Regions from separate parts of the Sus scrofa genome. Here region 1 is linked to region 2. A link is a contact called in public HiChIP or PLAC-seq data. All regions are on one chromosome and are shown on one strand. Each heading gives the region's core, a stretch centred on a gene start, on an enhancer-like site or on the middle of the called end of the contact. The rest is flanking DNA. Distances are from core to core; before and after follow the strand shown. Region 1 holds the start of CD72 (CD72 molecule). Region 2 holds the start of PIGO (GPI ethanolamine phosphate transferase 3).

Region 1 (6,729 bases), core at 2,854-5,353, 470 kb after region 2:
TTTGTTTTTAAAGGATTACCCTGGGGATTTCCCTGATGGCCTAGGGGTTAGGGATCTGGCATTGTCACTACTGTGGCTCGGGTTTGATCCCTGGCTTGGGAAGTACAGCCAAAAAGTAAAATAAAATAAAATAAAATAAATAAAGGATTACCCTAGCTGCAACATGAAAGGTGGATTTGGAGGGGGAGTGTTTAGGAAAAACATTCAGCAAGCTGTTGCAGTTATCCTTACAAGAGATGAGGATGGACAAAAAATGCAAATGGATATATAGACTTGGTGGTGGAAAACAGGGAATTCTTCTCTGACAGAGCAGGGCATCTGCTGAAAGTGAGAGAGAGGATGGTAGGGCGAGGAGAGCCAGCCGACCACTGTAGAGTTGCCAGGCAGTGCTGGGGCCCTAGCTGAGATTAAGATTAGAGTTTCAGTGGCACCAAGCACTGCACCGCTTGTCACACCTGGGTGCAGGTATTTCTGTTCATCCAGAGTTGCCAGTCAGATGCACCAAGGCAATGAAACCAAGGAGTGAGTGGGGTGGCTGAAGTGATGGGACCCGAATCCAAGATGGGTAGAGAGAGAAGTGAAGACAGGTGATGGCTGATGGGAAGGGAGGAAATGGGAGTTGGCAGGTTGGAAGGTTGGAAGCCTCTGTGAGGTTAAAGAAAAAGTATGGGGAAAGCCAGGAGGAGGCCAGTGGGGGTCAGAGTGAAGATCTAAAGCCATCCTTTCCTCAGATGAGCAGTTTGGGATGCTGAGGTCTAGGGAGCAGCTGTGGGGATGGAAGCAGCATTGGCATGGAACTGAGGTTTGTAGAGAATCAGAAGGTTGGAGAAATGAGGGCTGGAGGTGTCTTACAAAATCTCTCTGTTTTAAGCCTGGGGAGAGTATCCAGATGCCCCCGAGCCAGACAAAGCCTAACCTCTAGACAACCAGTCCATGAACATTCCAGTACCCTTGGGCCAGGGACACTGCCTCAACCTCAGCCTACTTTGGCAAACCTTCTATGTCTCCCTCTCCCTCATCCCCACATACTGGCTGGGCTCCTCCTTTCAAAGTGGATAAGCAACCCACCCTAGTTCCCTGCCCTATCACACCCCCACCCTCCTCACTGTGAGAGCTTCGGCTTTTTTTATCCCACCCAAGACTGCACCTTTTCCATCAGTTATTTTTAATCTTTTGGGGAATCTCAGGTGTGGAAAGAATGAAGTAAAGCTATAGATCCTGGAGTTCCCGTCATGGTGCAGCGGAAACAAATCCAACTAGGAACCATGAGGTTGTGGGTTCGATGCCTGGCCTCGCTCAGTGGGTTAAGGATGCGGCATTGCCATGACCTATGGAGTAGGTCGCAGATGCGGCTGGCGTTGCTGTGGCTCTGGTATAGGCTGGCAGCTGTAGCTTCGATTAGACCCCTAGCCGCCCTAGCCCGGGAACCTCCATATGCCATGGGTGTGGCCCTAAAAAGCAAAAAAAAAAAAAAAAGAAAGAAAGAAAGCTATAGAGCCTGTCTTTAGAAAAAACATGCAAACAACCAATTGCACAACCATATTCAGGTGTGCCCAGATCCTTGATGCTGATGTCAAGCCAGATGAGCCCTGACTTTGCTGCTCTGGACAGTGTCATTTTGCATTGCTGGCTGCCACCCTCCTCTCCTCCACAGGATCCTCCTTTGACAGGATCCTCCTTTGAGCTAGGTGAGTCCCCCTAAATCCTTATCCAGCTAGATCCTTCTCCCCGTTGGCCAAGGCAAGTATTCCGGTTCACTACCCCTTTCCTGAACAACTCAATGGTCCCCTAATAGATGGACAGACCCCTGTCACAAGTGTCTCCTCACTTCGATCCATTGCTCACAGCAGACCCTCCCATCTCTTCTCTCTCAGAGCACATACCTGGTGAGGAGCATGTAAAGAAGGGCTTCAGTGTGTCCTGCATACTTCTCAGCCTCCGCTCCAAGTTTATCCTCTGTACCTCCTTGTTTTTCAAGGCTTCATCTGTCGTCTTCCTGTCCAACTGGCAGGCCTGCAACTCCTCTCTGGTAGTCTGGCAAATCTTCTGTTCCATTTGTAGTGTTTCCTTACTTTGAGCCAGCTCCTTCCTGGACCCCTGCAAATCTTCTTCCCTCTGCCCCAGCTGGGTTATCTTTAGGCGCAGCTGCTGCCTCAGGGTGCTGTTAGTGGCTTCCAGAACCCTGCTCATCTGCTGGAGCTGCCGAGACACCTGCAGATCTGTTTGGCCATAAAGAAAAATTTGAAGGACATCTTCAGCCATGCTCTGATGCCCTGAGACTTCAGCGTCAGCCCTTTTTCTGTTTCTTGGCAATTTTTCTGCCTAACAGGCTGGACTATAAGATCTGACTGCCTAAAGCTTAAGGAGGTACTGGATTAGTTAAAGACAATTTAGAAAGACACAGTGCTCTGAAGCAGACCTGGCTGGAAGCCAGAGGAAAGGCTGAGGATGTGGTAGTGGTAACTCGGGGCGCTGGGGAGGAAGGGCAACTGTGGGGGAGCAGGTTGTCTGGGGCATGTGGGAAATGGGGGGTAGTCGCCATACTCACAGCGCATTCCCAGGCAGATGGCGGCCACCCCTAACAGCAGGCAGGTGAGGAGCAGGCCCAGAAGGAAGTACCGAGCGCAGCCTGCAGGGAGACAGTGGAATGGGGGTTCATGAACCCCAGGAAAGTTAACAGACTGAGGGGGTGGGAGTGTGGGAGATTCATGGGAAGGAACATCCCACAGAGGACTTGGAGCACGCATGGTGGTTTCTGTCCCGCAGAGTTTCTGCAGGTAGCGGAGGGAAGGTGTTCCAGAAGTAGGGCTGGGCATTGTTACTGGTAAGGACTGACTGAGGCGCACTACCTGGTAGGACCTGGAACTAAATGTCAGATGGAGACCGGGGAGAGGGCGAAGAAGGGAATGCGGACCAGAGTAAGGTCAGTCCCTGGCCAGACCTGCACACCTCCGAGCGGAGCACTACCACCCATGGGAGCGGGCGCTCGCACGTGACTCCCGCGACCACCCTCGCGGACCCTGGAGGGGGAGCGGCGGGGAAAGGCGCCCAGCACGAGGTCCCGCGCGCGGCCCCGCCGGGCGGAGGGCGGAGGGCGGCGCGCGCGTGGCGAGGAGCGTGCGTTACTCACGCGGGAGAATCCGCCTGGCAGCTGGTGACGTCGAGGAGCTCCAGGCGGCCGTTGGCTGCTCAGTCTGCGCCCCTGCGGAAGGGAGCGGTCCCAGGTTGAAGACAGGAAGGCCGGGGAAAAGCCCCTTCTCCCTCCCCGACCCCCCTCACCGCGGCGAGATCCCAGTCGGTCCTAAGGTGCCTTCTGCCACTGCTCCGGGACACCCTTAGCGGTGCCCGGGGTCCCCGGAGTTCCTCTTCTCCCCTGGGACTGTCGTGTTCCTCCTGGGTCTTACCTTGTTCTTCCCGGGGGACCCTCTGTCGCCCTCCTGGGTCTCCCTTTATCTTTTCCTCAGGGGCCCCTCATTTGCCTGCCCCAAACCCTCTCCCCAGGAGTGCACTCACCCTTCTCCCCTCCCCTCCCTTCTCTCTCCCGGGACCCCCCATTTCTCATTGGAGCGCAGCTCCCCACAGGGCTGCCCTGGTCCTTCGTCAAAGCCCTAGCTCCCCACTGGGATCCCCCACACACACACCCTCGGAGCTTCATCCTTCCCTGGCCCCCATAAGTGGTGTTCACTCTCTTCCTGAGAACACCTCTCCTCTCCAAGGGTATTGTCCTCCCAAGAATGCTGAGGACGCCCCAGCTCAAGACACAGCACCACCCCCACCACCCCACCCCAGGCAGACACACATCCCCTGGGCTCTCCAGACCTGTGTTGTTCCCTAATCCAGAAGGAGCCAAGATCGAGGGCCCCCCTGGGCCTGGGGGCACTTGAACATTCTCATAGGTGAGTTCTCCATCTTCATCAGCCTCTGGGTCTGGAGAGGAGAGAAAAGGTGGGATCTGGGTGTGGAAGGAGGGGCAGGAAGGAGGTTGGAGATGCAGCATCAAGGCGACATTCATCCACCCTTACCCTGTCCTAGGCGGCTGGAGACGCTCTTCTTCAGGGGAGCCTTCACAAACCGCAGGTCTGCGTAGGTGATGGCCTCAGCCATGATCCTGGGGACCTCTGCTCCCACCTGTCTCCCCCCTCTTCCACGGGCTCCAGGCTTTCCTTGCCACTTTCCCCTCTGTCCCTTCACACTTTTAGGTTCTGTGTTCCCTCTGTGACTACACACAGCTTAGTGCTTTGCCTTGTGACTTACAGTCACAAAAGAGGAAGATATGAGCTGGTCTCAGACAGATGGGTTCAGTGAAGCAAACGGGACCCCTGATCCCCAGTTAGAGGGGCAGGGGAGGGGAAATTGAGGTCCAGAGCATGGGGTTTGGGGTTGTGAGGTGTCACAGAAACATTACTGAGGCTCATTCCTGTGTCCTGCCTGTGCTCCCCTTTCATGCATCCCAGACCCACTTTGGCAGAGCTGGGCTTCAAACACCCACCCTCATCCTCTCCCTTGATTTGCCCCACATTCCTCACCTCACTTCCCAGTCCGGAGGCTTTCTGTGTGTAGTCAGAGCTTTTTTGTGCTGAGCTGTCTATGGAGTATCTCCCCAGTCATTGCTTCTCGGGAGGAAGGGGGGTGTCCTAGCAATGGGGTTCATCCTGGCGTTCCCCGCAGGTGTGGGTTCCCAGAAAAGGGTCCCTGATTTGGTGGGACTTTTCTCTCCGTCAGTTTGGGGGTTGGGGGGATGGGCCCAGCTCCCCTCCTGCTGTAGTCCTAGACAGCTGCCAAGAATCCCACATACAGGGAAGTTCTCGATCCAAAGCTCTTCCTGGGAATGTGGCAATCCTTGGGAGGATGCAGAAAATCTGGGACCAAACTGATTCTCTTATGTAAACACCCCTCGACTCTCTACTCTCGCTTCGCAGCCTTTCCCCCTCCACCCTTTTTGCCCTACTGACAGTCAGCCCCTTCCTCGTTCCATCCTACCCTCTGGCCACTCATGGAAACCTCTGTGTTCTAATATCTAAGCTGGACCCAGCAAGCTGAGTCCAGGAGGCAGAAGCTCTGGGACAGGCTGGACTGGAGTGAGGGACACCCCTGCTTGTGCTCCTCTGGAACAGCCTGGAGCACTGACTGTTCGTGCACCTTGTCAGGGGTCAGGGGTCGGGCAAGCAAAGGTCTTGCACATGGATGAAGTTGGGCCAGAGCTTCTCAGAGGGGAGGCAAAGAAACAGGGCAGGGCTGGGTTCTGAATGGGCAGACTGAAACAGCCAAGGTTTTGATATTTCCTTGCTTTGATTTTGGTTCCTCTCTTACTTCCCTAGTAAAGTTCTTCCTTTTAAAAAGTCCCTACTTTGTCCCTTTACACCCAGCCCCACTGAAAAAAGGGCATTTGTAGGGGAAAACCAGGGACAGAGAGGCCTGTCTGATGGAGAGGAAACAGTGGGGGAGGAGGGCCTGCTGAGCAGTGGTGTTGAGGTGCTCCCTAAAGTTCTTTTACCAGGATGTGACCACCCAAAGGGTTCACTGGGGTTAAGAGCCTGGAACAAGACCAGGTATGGAGCGGGGAAAAAGCCCACCCCTGGCAGGTGACATCCGCCCCCTGAGACCCGGGGCCCCACTGCAGCTGTGGGCAGGAAAAAGGAAGGAGAAAGAGTTCCTCACCACACACTAACTGCTTGTCGTGTACAGTTAGTGGGGTGTGGAGGGGCGCTGTGAGGGGCCTATGAGTCTGTCGAGAGTTCTGCCTAACAGCGTTACCCGGCCCACTCCAGAAGAAGTTCCCACTGACACAGACGCCCACATTTATCACCTGAGAAATGTGTCCGAGGGAGAGGCAGATGTCCGCATGTTTGTGAGGCTGCTGGCATACACACGCATCCCCAGATCTCTGCAGTCTGTGTGAGGCCAGCCTCTCCACCCAAGCCTGTCTGGAGGGTCAGACACAGAAGAGATTTTGTGACCTGAAGGGGGCCAGTGATCGCTGTGGGTTTTTTCCCACAGTGGGAAATGACAGGCCATTTTCAGAAGTCCTAAAATGTCATGGGAAGGGAGTTCCCTTCATGGCTCAGTACCCCGAGGATGTGGGTTGGATCCCTGGCCTCATTTAATGGGTTAAGGATCCGGCACTGCTGTGAGCTGTGGTTTGGTGAGACACAGCTCAGATGCCGCGTTGCTGTGGCTGTGGTGTAGGCTGGCTGCTATAGCTCCGATTCAACCCCTAGCCTGGGAATTTCCATATACTGCGAGTGTGACAACCTCCCCCCCCAAAAAAAGTAGGTCCTGGGGACAGATTCTACAAATATTTCCTTTTTAAGACTCACTGTTTCCTTGGGTGTCCCTGCAGCTGTTAACATCCCTGCTTGATTGAAGTTTCCAACAACCCAGTCCCCTCCCCCAGATAAGGACGGAGGTGTGTGTTGGGGACTCCCTGGGGGCCTCTGGGGGCCTGTGAGAGTAAGTGGGAGTGTATAGCAGCTGGTGGCAGGGGTGGGTGGGGACCATCAGAAACTTGCATCTGTGGTGCACAGCGCATGGGGGAGGGGACAGCATGTGTGTAAATCAGTTGCAGGGACACTTGGAGGAATTCGATAAATTGGAGATGATGTCCCAGTTTTCAGAACCAATACACACCAGGGCCTAGATTAGATGCCAGGTAAAATGCCCAAACCAAGCTTCCAGTATGCACTCAAAAGAAGTATCAGCAGGCATGCTGCCTAACTGAACCCTTGGTGA
Region 2 (6,860 bases), core at 3,345-5,844:
GCTGCCAGGGGCCTCTTGGATCCCCAGCCAATCCAGACTTTCCACAGACAAGGCAGGAGTGAGCCCACTGCAGCCATGGCCCCTAGAACCACTAAATCCAGCTTCAATCCAGTAGCTGCCAGGAATCCAGCACACACTATGGCCCCAATCAGACCCCAGGCCATGGGGATTGAGAGAGGATGGAAAGAGAAACCCGGGGATGCTGCCCACTGGGATACCAGTAGGCAGAGAAAGCAGGTAGCAGCCAAGAGAGCAGCACCCCCTGCCATGCGGACCAGAGAAAAACGAGCCCAAGACTCAATGCACATGGCCCGAACTCCCCGCAGGAACTGCTGCAGCTCAGTAATCACAGTCTGCAGTGCTGCCTCAGCCCCCTGAGGGCTCTGCAGAAGCTGCTGGTAGTCAGCAGAAGCCTTGGAGAAGAGGTTCTGCAGCCGATGAAGCTCCTTAATTTGGAGATCCTGAGCAACAGCTGAGTAGGTGTGAAGAAAACGGGACACCTGGCAGAAAAGATCAGAGACCAACGGTTAAAGCTTAGAGACATAAATTGGGACAGAGGCAAGGATAGGTATCACCAAAGGGGGGTATCTGGAAATCAGGGACCCAAACTCTGCCCGGGACCCAAACTTCATCCAGAGGGAGGACATGGCTATGGAATATGGGATTAAGACTGAACAAAGGACAAGAGAGTGGGTCATTATGCTTCTCCCATGCCCAACCTAACTCTGTTGCCTAGGAGCCTAGCCCATTACCTACCTGCTGGGCATTGAGATGGAGAGCTGAGGCTTGGGCCAGAGCAGAGAAGTGAGGCTGAGAGTCTTCGACCTCTGAGAACACCTCAGCTATTACCTCCCCGATGTTCCCAAATGGGATGGGCAGGCCCAGCAGCAGGGCCAGTGTAGGCACAAGGCTGATTTGAGGGATCACCTCTGGCTCCTAAAGACCAAAGACAGGGGTCAACGGGTTCACCAAAGAGCTGAGGTCAGTGTCTGGGATGGAAGGTGTAGGGGCCTAGGTAGGAAATAAGAATGGGGGATGCCCAGGGTCATGAACCTGGGGGCTTAAATTGGAGGGATCCACAAGGATACTCTGATCATGATGTGGGCTGAACAGCAGGAAACCACACAAAGCACATCTCAGGCCTCACCTCGGGTGGGGCACTGGGAAAGAGGGCTGTGGGACTATACAAAAAAAGTGCAGCCGAGTTCTCCAGCTCACTGTCTCCTCCATGGTTCCCATTCGTGGTCATCCCATGGTCCCCAGTCACCACCAGCAGTGTGTCATTCTCCAGATGCTCCACAAGTCCCCTGGGGCCAAGAAATGTGTCAGGAGTAGAGATGGATAAAGATTTTTCTGAGGGCCCCATTCAGTCCCAGCCAGAACTTCCATTAGAAGGACCTATATCTCTGGCAAAATGACACCTCTTTGGTCATGACCCAAACCACACACGGGGTTACTCAAAATGAACGGGGCCCCTAGCTTCAGAAAAAGGCCGAGAGAAGACATAATTCAGCTAGGAAAGAGGCTCTAAATAAGATTTTTTTTTTCTCTTGCTTGGGACCACATACCATGACATTCTCATTCACAAACCCATCCCCACCCCCAGCCAACATCCACACTCACTGGATCACTTGGTCCATTTGGCTAAGTTTCTTGGCCATTTCAGGATGGTGAGGTCCATGCTTGTGGCCACAGTGATCCACACCCAGGAAGTGAATAATCAGCACATCCCATTCACCACTGTCCACTGTAGAAGAGAGAACGTGAGCACAGGGGACTAAGGCTCACTCCTCAACTCCACCTAGGTTCTGATGCTCCTACGTTCAGGAACAAGTCCAGGCCATTGCACACAGAATTTGTGGACTGAAGCAGCCCTCCCCAGCTCCTAGTTTTAGGCCTGTCTCTGGCCCCATGCTCACTGGTTGGGTAGAGACGTTCCAGGATACCACTGTCCACTGTGTGCAGGTCTCGGACATCAAATGATGGGAAGAAGAAAGCTTGGGAGAAAGCTCCAGGAAAAAGATCATTCCAAGTTTCATCTCCCATGAAGACCACACGCCTTCCTACAAAGACACAAGAGTGAGTCATAGCCGGAGCAGGAGTCAGAGGACGGGGAACAGGAGGGACCTTCTACAGATCTATCAGAATCCAAACCATGCACTGAGTCACAGCAGGTCCATCCAACAACTCTTTATCCTTCAAGGCCTAAAATTTTCTGCCAGGAAGCTTGCCCTGATAACCATGTACCACCCAGACCACTTATTCCTTATTCCTACAAAAAGCTGTGCTAGTTCTCAATCCCTGGCTATCTGTTTTTCTGTTTTTCCTGGTACACCTTCCTTTTTCCCAGTCAGTGAGTGGACAGAGCCTGGACCCTCTGATCTCTCCTCACTTGTGAGAACACTAAACCCACATCTTTTTTTTTTTTTTTTTTTTTTTGCCATTTCTTGGGCCGCTCCTGTAGCATATGGAGGTTCCCAGGCTAGGGGTTTAATTGGAGCTGTAGCCACCGGCTACACCAGAGCCACAGCAACACAGGATCCGAGCCGCATCTGTAACCTACACCACAGCTCATGGCAATGCCGGATCCTTAACCCACTGAGCAAGGCCAGGGATCGAACCTGCAACCTCATGGTTTCTAGTCAGATTCGTTAACCACTGAGCCACGAAGGGAACTCTTAGACCCACATCTTCTCTTGGGTCTTTCCCCTGCCCCTTTACTGAGAGCTCTCCCAAAGTAAAACCAATACCCCAAGCAGATTAGAAACTCCAGAAGGACAAAGCCCGGACCTGCACTCCCAGCATGCAGGGTTGTAACTCTCCTTCTCTGTACTCCTAGTTAAACATGCAGCTGGGCACCCAGAGTTCTGGCTACTTCTAAGGAAGAAATTCGCCAAGGTACTCCTGGCCTCCAAAGAGGCCCAGACTAACCTGTGCTGGTAAGCTGCTTAATGAGATTGTCTTCTGCTATGGCATAGCTGGCAAAATTACTGCCGGCATCAACAAAGGTTGGCAGTGAGCCGGTGGTGAGGGCCTTGATACGCTGCATGGTGGTGGTTGGGGGGTCAACTTTTGATTGGTAGAGCCTGGCATGGTGAGGCTGACTTTCCAGGATCCTCTGCAAGGAACTCAGTTTGCCCAGGAAGGGCAACGAGACAGGAGGTTCCCCAGAAACGTGTGAGAACTGGGGCTTTGCAAAGTCAAATCGCAGAGCATCTATCACCACCAACACAAGCCGGGGGAATCGGGAAGCCATCCAGCAGGCCCCAGGCTCCCCTTGGCTCCCCCATGGTAGGAACACGGGGCCTGGGGGCTCTTGGCAGCTGCTGTGGTTGTTGAGTTCCAATCGGGTGAGCAGGAAGCCACTGGTGAAGAGAGCAATGCCGGCATAGAAGAGGAAGCTGACCCAGGCCAGGAAGAGCAGTACTGAGATCTTCTGCATCCTGGTGGTGGCGGGGGAGGGAATTCATAACTGTAAAGCAAAGAACCAGTGGATTTTCTAGTCTCTCAATACAAAGCCCAGCTAGGATCACTTCCTCTTGGAAGTCTTCCTCAAGATAAACACTCCCATAGCCAACCCAGTGCAATGTTCCTCTCCACCAGTTATACCAGAGTTTCTGAAGGTGAGGTGCGCAGACTATGGGCATCGACCTGGAGCGGCTGTTTTAAAATGCTGATTTCCAGGCGCCACCCCAGATCCCCTGAATCAGGATCTTCGGCAATGCAGCACAGGCATTTGCACATGTGCTCCAGGAGATCCTAATGATGGAAAACACAGTCCACGAGAGAAACTTATTCCAAGTGGTAGACTGCTTTCTGACAGCCCGTTTCTCCGCCTCTCTCCTCGCCAATTTCAACACCCCTGGGGTGGTCAAAGCTCGCAGTCGCAGGGGGAATCCCGGCCAGGCTCACGGCGCCGCCTGGCGGGGCTCGAGGGAACGAAAGGAAGGAGTCCTACTCCGCTTCCGGACTGCCAGGATCGCCAAGAGACCAGAAGCGCGAGCTCTCCGGCGCAGCAGAGCAGAGGCGCGAGGTTCTGAGGCGTTTGGGCCTCGCCGGGACCAATCGTCCAGATGGCTCTACCTCCTCCGATGGCCACCCGGCCTCCGCCTAGGCACCCAGACCCGGGTACTAGACCTGCCAGACTGCGACCTCTGTGAGCGGGGTGGGAGGGTTCTTTACTAAGGGGAAAAGGCAGCTTAAGGGGGTTTGGGGAGACCCTGGCTCACCTTAAACGGCGCCCGGAAGTGCAGCGGCGGCGCCGGCGGCCTGGCACCACAGAGGTGCGTGCGCTGGATAGAGCAGCCCGCGAGGGATGCCCATCGCCACCTGCTGGCGCCTCCGAGGAAGTTCGGCAAGGAACGCAGGGCTGGCCAGAGAAGGAATCGGTGGGAGATTATGGTAATTTAGCATTGGGGGCAAGGCACTAAGCTAAAAAGTTCTGGGAACCACTGTCCATTCTTGGTTAAGACTAAGATCTGTGCTTCTGGAACCAAACTTAGCTTAAGTCCTAGCTCTGCCACTCATTGTCATTACTGGGCATTACCTCATCTATAAAATAAGGACAGTATTTATTACCCCCTTTTTGCCAAGCTGACTCCAACTGATGCGTTTTTATTCATTCTCTGCTAGTCTTTCACTAATTTTTTTTTGCCTTTTTTTTTTTTTTTTTTTTTTTTTTTTGCCTTTTCTAGTGCCGCTCCCGAGGCATATGGAGGTTCCCAGGCTAGGGGTCTAATTGGAGCTGTAGCTGCTGGCCTACACCAGAGCCACAACAACGCGGGATCCGAGCCGCGTCTGCAACCTACACCACAGCTCACGGCAACGCCAGATCCTTAACCCACTGAACAAGGCCAGGGCTCGGACCCGCAACCTCATGGTTCCAAGTTGGATTCCTTAACCACTGCACCACTACGGGAACTCCAAGTCTTTCACTAATTCTTACAACGCAATAATAAAAAGACAGTCCAATTTTAAAATCAGCAAAGATATGAAGGACATTTCTCCACAAAAGATAGATGCATGACCAATAAACACATAAGAAGATGCTCAACATCATCAGCCATCAGGGGAATGCTGGAGATACCACCTCAGACCCACGAGGATGGCTGTAATAAAAAAGGTGAATAACAAGTATTGGCGTAGGTGTGAAGAAATGTGAACCCTCATACACTGCTGTTAGAATTGTAAAATGCAACTTTGGAAAACAGTCCAGCAAGTTCTTCAGAAGGTTAATCATAGAGTTACCATATGACCCAGCAATTCCACTCATAGGTATTATACCCAAGAGAAATGAAAAACATGTGTTCACACAAAAAATTGCACACTCGAGGGTTCATGGTAGCATTATCATAATAGCCAAAAGGTAGAAACAACACAAATGCCCTTCATTGATGAATGGATGAACAAAATATGCTATATCTATACAATAGAATAGTGTTTGGCAAAAAAAAAAAAAAAGATGAGTATTGCTACATGCTACTACATGAATAAAACTTAAAAAACACGCTAAGGGAGTTCCCATCGTGGCGCAGTGGTTAATGAATCCGACTGGGAACCATGAGGTTGCGGGTTCGGTCCCTGCCCTTGCTCAGTGGGTTGAGGATCCGGCGTTGCTGTGAGCCATGGTGTAGGTTGCAGACACAGCTCGGATCCCGCGTCGCTGTGGCTCTGGCATAGGCCAGTGGCTACAGCTCCGATTCGACCTCTAGCCTGGGAACCTCCATATGCCGCGGGAGCGGCCCAAAGAAATAGAAAAAAAAAACAAAAACAAAAAAACACGCTAAGTAAAAAAGGCAATAAATAACAAAATAGCACATATTATTCCATTTACAGTAAATCTACAAAGTAAAGTAGTGGTTGTCTAAGGCTGGGGGGAGAGGACTGACTACTAATGGGTGCAGGGTTTTTGTGGTAGGGTGGGGATGGGGAAGCAGTGATGAAAATGTTCTAAATTGTGACAGTTGCACAATTCTGTGAATATACTACAAATTATTGAATTTACACTTTAAGCAGGTGCATTGCATTGTATGTGAATTGTATCTGAAAAACTTCAATTAAAAACAAAACAACTTCTCCAACATTTTCTCAAATCAGAGTGAAGCCTAAGTTCTTGTAGTTGCCCTACATGGCCAGCTCCTACACACAAATTCCCCACTTCCCTCTCTGATTTAGCTAGTTACAACTTCTTTGCTTCCTTAACTTTGCTGTCCACTGCAGCTGCTTTGCACTTCCAATTACAAGGCAGTGTACTCTGCCTCAGGACCTTTGCATTTGCAATCTCCTCTGTCAGCTTTATTCTCAGATACCCAGATGGCCTTCCCCTAATTTCCATATCTAAGCTTAAATGTACATCAATGAGGTTTCCTGCAACCCTCTACTTAATGTTACAGCCCCTTCTACTCAAATTCCCCATCTCCCTTCCTTTAATTTCCTTTATAGTACAACTCATCAGCATCTGAAATACTGTACGTCTTTCTTTTTTCTTTTTTCTTTTTTTTGGCCATGTCCATGGCATGTGGAAGTTTCTGGGCCAGGGACTGAACCTGTACCACAGCAGCAACCCAAGACACAGCGGTGACAATACTGATTCCTTATCCCACTGAGCCATCAGGGAACTGCTGATATGATGATTTGTCCCTTCCAAATAGAATGTAAGCTCACTGGGAGTAGGGAATTTTATTACTATATCCTCAGTGCCTGGCATATAGTTGAGATTCAATAAATAGTTATTAAGTGAATAAATTCTAATTCAGAAATATGTTGAAATATCCTCAAAGCCCCTTACCTCAGCTCAGGCCTCATCACCCTCTCCAGGATCAGAGGCAGCCTTCTTATGGTCCTTCCAGCCTCTCATCTCT

Evidence for each region. HiChIP or PLAC-seq counts read pairs in DNA pulled down with a chosen protein or histone mark.
Region 1: an H3K27ac HiChIP or PLAC-seq map of alveolar macrophages shows a contact between it and region 2. The contact joins the promoter of CD72 here to the promoter of PIGO in region 2. A contact is called at or near these places in 1 of 5 promoter capture datasets (fetal liver), 2 of 47 Hi-C or Micro-C datasets (mesenteric adipose tissue and skeletal muscle) and 2 of 2 datasets of contacts at active chromatin or transcription factors (alveolar macrophages and skeletal muscle).

Annotation. Positions count from the first base shown.
Region 1 is chr1:236,349,325-236,356,053 of Sscrofa11.1, forward strand. CD72 (CD72 molecule) reads right to left here and starts at 4,104. Exons shown (of 9, transcript NM_001097493.1): 1 at 4,023-4,104; 2 at 3,820-3,927; 3 at 3,131-3,202; 4 at 2,549-2,629; 5 at 1,884-2,219. The coding sequence starts at 4,104.
Region 2 is chr1:235,883,744-235,890,603 of Sscrofa11.1, forward strand. It overlaps PIGO (GPI ethanolamine phosphate transferase 3), which reads right to left and starts at 4,595. Exons shown (of 10, transcript XM_021065447.1): 1 at 4,230-4,595; 2 at 2,932-3,472; 3 at 1,920-2,063; 4 at 1,624-1,747; 5 at 1,148-1,307; 6 at 757-936; 7 at 1-500. The coding sequence starts at 3,442.